2 separate regions of the Mus musculus genome follow, and region 2 is linked to region 1. A link is a contact called in public HiChIP or PLAC-seq data. All regions are on one chromosome and are shown on one strand. The core of a region is the stretch at or near the end of the contact, and the rest is flanking DNA. Distances in the headings are between cores, read along the strand shown. Region 1 has its middle 80 kb from the start of Sema6d. Region 2 holds the start of Slc24a5 (solute carrier family 24, member 5).

The links. HiChIP or PLAC-seq counts read pairs in DNA pulled down with a chosen protein or histone mark.
Region 2: an H3K4me3 HiChIP or PLAC-seq map of bone marrow-derived macrophages shows a contact between it and region 1, with 4 times the contacts expected there. The contact joins the promoter of Slc24a5 here to the enhancer-like site in region 1. A contact is called at or near these places in 6 of 39 promoter capture datasets (the C10 cell line, embryonic stem cells, frontonasal cranial neural crest and 2 more), 1 of 115 datasets of contacts at active chromatin or transcription factors (bone marrow-derived macrophages) and 2 of 9 other capture datasets (adipose tissue and liver).

Annotation. Positions count from the first base shown.
Region 1 is chr2:124,572,617-124,575,428 of GRCm38.p6, reverse strand. It overlaps a transcript of Sema6d not described here. Among named protein-coding and RNA genes, the nearest start is that of Sema6d, 80 kb to the left of the region's middle. Within about 2 kb of position 1,453, at least 7 of the 459 cell types and tissues checked have an H3K27ac peak or open chromatin away from gene starts, as enhancers often do. A contact at or near this core is called in bone marrow-derived macrophages, where this site is marked.
Region 2 is chr2:125,066,705-125,069,516 of GRCm38.p6, reverse strand. Slc24a5 (solute carrier family 24, member 5) reads right to left here and starts at 1,390. Exons shown (of 9, transcript NM_175034.3): 1 at 1,216-1,390; 2 at 566-745. The coding sequence starts at 1,336.

The DNA.
Region 1 (2,812 bases), core at 204-2,703:
GAGAACCAGAGGCACTGGGAGAGGGGAAGATGAGGATAGATTTAGCCCTGGGATTTGCCTCTGAGCCTCACAAATGAGTGACGTTGCATGATGCCTTTTCTTCACCCATGATGCTAGTGGCTACGATAGATGCACAAACATTGTGTGTGTGTGTGTGTGTGTGTGTATTACGCACATGTTACACGTTTTAAAGATGTCTTTTCTTGGAGAATTTCTTGGGTTTTTTTTCTTTTATAGTATTTGATGTTGGTCTGACCATGATTAGATGACTGATATTTCCTGTCTAGGAATGAAACTACTATCCACTGAAGCCATTGTAAAACTTTCAGAAGTTTTGAGCATAATTAAGTGACCCTTCTAAAATATCTAAATACTTAATGCATTTTCTCTTTTTGTGAATTCAATGACTTATATCATTTTACTAGTGAAGTATTAAAAATAATTTATAATATGACTCCTTGTAAGAGCCAGTCAGATATATAAATAATTGAACAAGTGACCTAAAGACCTGTTACTTACATATCTTAACACCCTGCAGGAATATCTTACCTCCTGCTTTCCAATTGTGCCATAGTTAGGAGTCAACAGCCACTATATTTTCATTTTTTATCTCTTCTGCAAATCCAGACCAATTATCCTTCAGTGGAACCTCTTCACTGGTCCAATTTACCCTTAGGATACTTCAAATGCTTCTAATCAAGTTGAGTTTCCCTCTGGCCTTCAGATCTCCCAGGGGTATGAGTGGATGCTACTGGAGGTGCAAAGCCATGATGGGACATGGAATATCTTACTGGGATTAATTTTTCTTTCTGGTTGTATTAGATATCTGTGTGAGTAGTCTCAGAGCCACTGAGTGGCACCTGTCTCCAGATCTTTTGAAAGTCTCAAGGCCCTTCCACCACTCTAGACACAAAGTCATACCTCACCTTTTCTGGTGACTTTGCTTTGTGGCTTCCACATTGCCCTCCTAGAATATAAAAGAAGCATTTCCATGTGGAACAGACTTTGATAAGTGTGGAGGAAAACATCTTAGGATAAATCCCTCCCACACATCCCACTCACCCTTTCAGTTGGCCATTCAGACATCACTAAATGTCCCTTTTAAAGACTTCCTATTCACCTAGGCAACCGACTCTGATGCTGCAAAGTCCACTCTGACTCAGGGGTGCCTGGTGCAGCTTCCCCTGACCTCTTCTGCTCTCCCTCATGCTCCTCCCACCGCTCCACAATCTGTTAGCTTCAGAGCAATTGCCTCAGATTCCGACTCCTAGAAACTCAATTTCCATGAAGGTTGTATTAAATGTCACTTCTCAAGAGTGTCCAATGCTTATGGTGGCCTCTTAGAGACACACAAGCTTAACTCAGGACGTGAAAGGCCACATTCCTCCATACTTAGGGATGCTTCAGTGGAAGTCTAAAAACTGAAGTGTGTGTTTCTCAGCACCATATTTACTCTTGACCGCCAGAGCATACTTACTTCCTCTTCTTCCTCTTTTGTGAGTGACATGTCTCTACAGCTTATCAGTAACGTTCTTTGCTTAGTTTTTTATCATACAATTCATGTTTCTGATATGTGGCATTGAGTCTAGACTCTAGACAGCATATGGTGGATATTTTTAAAAATAAATTCGCAAGTGAATAAATGAATGAATGGAGTTCCTCACATTTTTTCTATTAAAATTAATAGATACTGAATAATTAAAAGTGAGAATGGTCGTGGTAAACCTGCCAAGCCAAGCAAAATTTTAAAGGGAATTTCCATTCTAAAATGTCTTACAGTTTGATAAATATTTAACTTTCAATTATTGTTGTACAACTGCCAACATCAAAAGCTTAGACAAGCAATGTTCATTTATGCATTTAGCAAATTATTATTAAGCTCCTGGAATGTGACTGCAATCTTAGAGTCCCAACAGGAACATTGCAGTGAACTGAACAGCCAAACCTGCCTGCTTTCAGGGAATTACATTTTATGCCATGTCTCTGTACTTCAGTATTCAATGGTACCCAGTGTTTAGTACAAATGATTATACAGTATAATGATTAATCTCTACTGTCTACTTGATGAGATCTTGAATTACCTGGAAGAAGAGCCTCTGGGCATGCCTGAGAGGGATCGTCTTAATCAGGTTAACCGAGGTGGGAAGACCTGCCCACTGTGGTTAGCACCATTCCCTATGCTGGAATTCTGGATTCTGGAGCTGAGCACAAGTATTCGTTACTCTCTGCTTCTCCACTGTGGACACAATGTGGTCAGCTTCTTCACACGTCAGGCAGTGTGACTTCCCTGCCATGATGGATGGTAACCTCTTTTTTTTCTTCTTCCTGGTTCTGGGTTTTATTTGATAGCCTATGGTGTCTAAGAAGAACATTCTTTCCTAATTATAGGGCAACTCAACTTAAACTCTTTTCATACAGGAAACACACACACACACACACACACACACACACACATGCTTGCATAGTAGTAGGTTTACATATGACTTTCTCACAGGTCAGTGCTAGTTATCTTTCTTCAAACTCACTCCTCTGCTCTGCCATGTCCCATCTACTGTCCCACCAGTGCTTCTTGCTCCCTGTTCCTCATTCTTCCTTCCTATCACCCATGCTCCAGTTTTACATATATTTTATTATTGCCACTTAACATCTATCACTGTGAGCTAGAATAAATCTTTACCCCCTCAGTTTGCTGTTGTCTTTTGCAACAGTGATGGGGCACATAGCTAAGACACGTGATACCAAATAAACACATGGATGTAAAGCTTCCATAGTTCTGAAGATACTACCAAGCATGCAGTCTGTATTGAATAAG
Region 2 (2,812 bases), core at 141-2,640, 490 kb before region 1:
GCATCCACAAAGCGATGCTTCCTATTCAGAGTTCTGGGAAATCTACAGCGCCACAGGCTTTGCGTATCTGAGCTTATCTTCAGAATCTACTAACACTTTGCACCCAGGGTTGTTATTACCTGATAGCTGAGGTCCCATTACTTGGAGTTTAGAATTTATTTACTTATTGGTTCATGAATTTCAGTTCTCTTAACTGCAGGATGCCAGTCAAGGAGTAGAGAGAAAGGAGGTCCTTGGCCACATCTCCTTCTGCCCCACTCACAGAGCCCAAGTGAAAAGGGTTTGAAATAGAAAACAGTGAGGACCAGGCACCCAGTGGTACAAAAAACCGGGGGGGGGGGGTGCTGTTCCTTAACAGCCCCTGGGGTGCTGGAACAAAAGGAACCTTCTGGAAGCTAGCCATGTATAATAACAACTGAAAAAAACGTGCTTCTGCCTGGACTCCCAGGATGGACCCCACAGAACCCCAGGACAGACATGGGTGCTCTGCCACCAGCTGAGATGGACACATCTGTGTGACAACAGCTCTTCCGGAAGGTCATAGGAGACCTTCCCGGCAACTTACAGTCACTGATGATTTCCAGGGAGGGCAAGAAGTACTTGTCGCAGACGATGGAGATGGCCATGCACATGTAGAGGATAATGAGGAAGTAGATTACGATACCTCCATCCGTGCTCTCCTGCTTGGTGAAGAACCCTTCGGGAAACTCCGATGCTGGAGAGACAGCACATTGCGTGCTGTTTCCTGCCGAGGAAAAGGAAAAGATCACAAGATGTGGGAGTCACACGTCTGAAGCCCACAAAGCCTAAACTGGGGTATTTGGGAGGGATATGGGGAAGTTGGTGGAAATACGAGTATGATTCAAAGCCTTAGATAGCCTTTGTAAGAGATTATTTCATGAAATAAGCTGATAGAAGAGAGTTGGAGGGAGGCATTATTACAGCGCCTCTCTGTGTCTGCTTCTAAATGGGAAGAATGCACTGATCATGTCTCCAACAATAAGAAGAGCAGCCCTGTCCACCCCTTGGTCTCTGAACTACTACAGAACGCTCTTGAGGACGCATTGGCTGATCAAGAGCGCTTCCCATCCTCGGCAGGGCTCCGAAGCAGAGCAGATACAGCAGGAGTCGGGGATGGGGAGGGGGCAAGGCCATTCCCCTCTCCATCCCACATCTCTACGTGGGACTGGGGTGTCTGGGCCCACTGCCACCTACCTGTGGCCCTTGGGAGGCGCGGGGGCAGGGAGACACCACGGACAGGCAGGTATGCAGAGACCCAAAAGATCCCCAGCAGCAGGACCCTCCTTGTCCAAGTTGGGCCCCATTTTGTCCGCATTTCCAGCGTGCTCTTTGCAGTGTGTGGTTCAGGAAGGGAGCAAGGGAGACTTATGCTGAATCATGTGAGCAGTCTCCTTCCTCCCCAGTGCCTGCGGGGGGAGGGGGGTGTCGCAGCTTAGGAGGCCAGCAAGGGAGACAGCCTGGCTTCTCTGATCAGGAGATCCAAGTCCTAGGGAAGTTGGAAGAGTTAGGGAGGGGTGCAGATAAACACCGACTACAGCTGTTTCCATGCGGGACTCTGATGGCAGGCCCAGGCAGTCTGCAATTCTGCTCATGCCGGATCTCTTTAATATCTTCACACAGACTCTGCCTTTGACTTCCTCTAGATTTGAGAGGACCTGGGTTTGCTTGATGCTGTCCCCCCCCCCCCCCCCCCGCCCTCCACCCCCTTCCCAATAGCCGTTGTTTCTAGGAATTATTTGGGCAGGTGTATATATACTCTGCCTACCAGGGCACGCTTTGTAATTTTATTTGGATGTTCATCTACAGTTAGAGCCAGAGACAGAAAGGTCAATTAGGAGGTGACTGTAACAGTTGAACTGGGAAATGAGGGCCGCGTGAGTGAAGGTGGCAGCTATGGGGATTGAGAGCCGCCCACAGCGCCACGAACTATTCAGGAGACAGACTGGATGCTGTTTGATCATAGATCAGCTGTGCTTTTTGCCAGAAGGAGCTGTATAAAATGCTAATTGGACAAGGCAGACAGCATTCAAATGCATTCTGTAGTTTGCCAAGATCCTGAAAACCTGTAGCCGTGGAGCAACCTGTGGCTGATGGCACAGGGTCTGGGGGAGACCACAAGGGTGGTTGAGTTCAAGCAATGTTTCTTAGCTGTGTGACCTTAGGCAAGTACTTAACCTCTCTGTTCCTTCCTTCCACTATCTATAAGGCAGAGATCACCTCTCTTTTGGTTTGGTGCGTACTATATGGCAAATGTAACCTTTGTAGGACAGTCTCTTCCGTGGGGCCATTGTTCTGTTATTCTGTCACCTGTCTGGCATTACTTATTTCTTGGACTGAGATTAAAAACTGCCATGAAGAAATTCTGTAGCTTTGCAACTGTTATGATTCCTTTGCTTTGTACATAAAATTGGTGTGACAGGAATGTATTATATGCACATATGCAATATCAAACAATGAATTAACTGATAAATTAAAAATCAAGGTGCCAAGCCTTTGATGTAGAGCTTGTTGCATCTGGTGTAAAAGAGTGAGCTGCTCCTGGCTGTTCATGAGCTTGCGCTGTTTAAAAACCACCCAGCACCTTCCTGGTGGAAACCTCTCTGACACTCAGCTTTCCGGATGTGCCCTGTGGAGCCGAGACTGGGATGCCTGGTCACTGAGGCACGGGCATAGAAGCTATAGGAGTCTGTTCTCAGCAAGTGGAGCAGAGCCCTCCTTGAACTCTCAGAACCAGCTCCAGGGGAGTGGGCCACTGGGTGCTGACTGCTTTGTGATCTCCCCCTCAAAACCC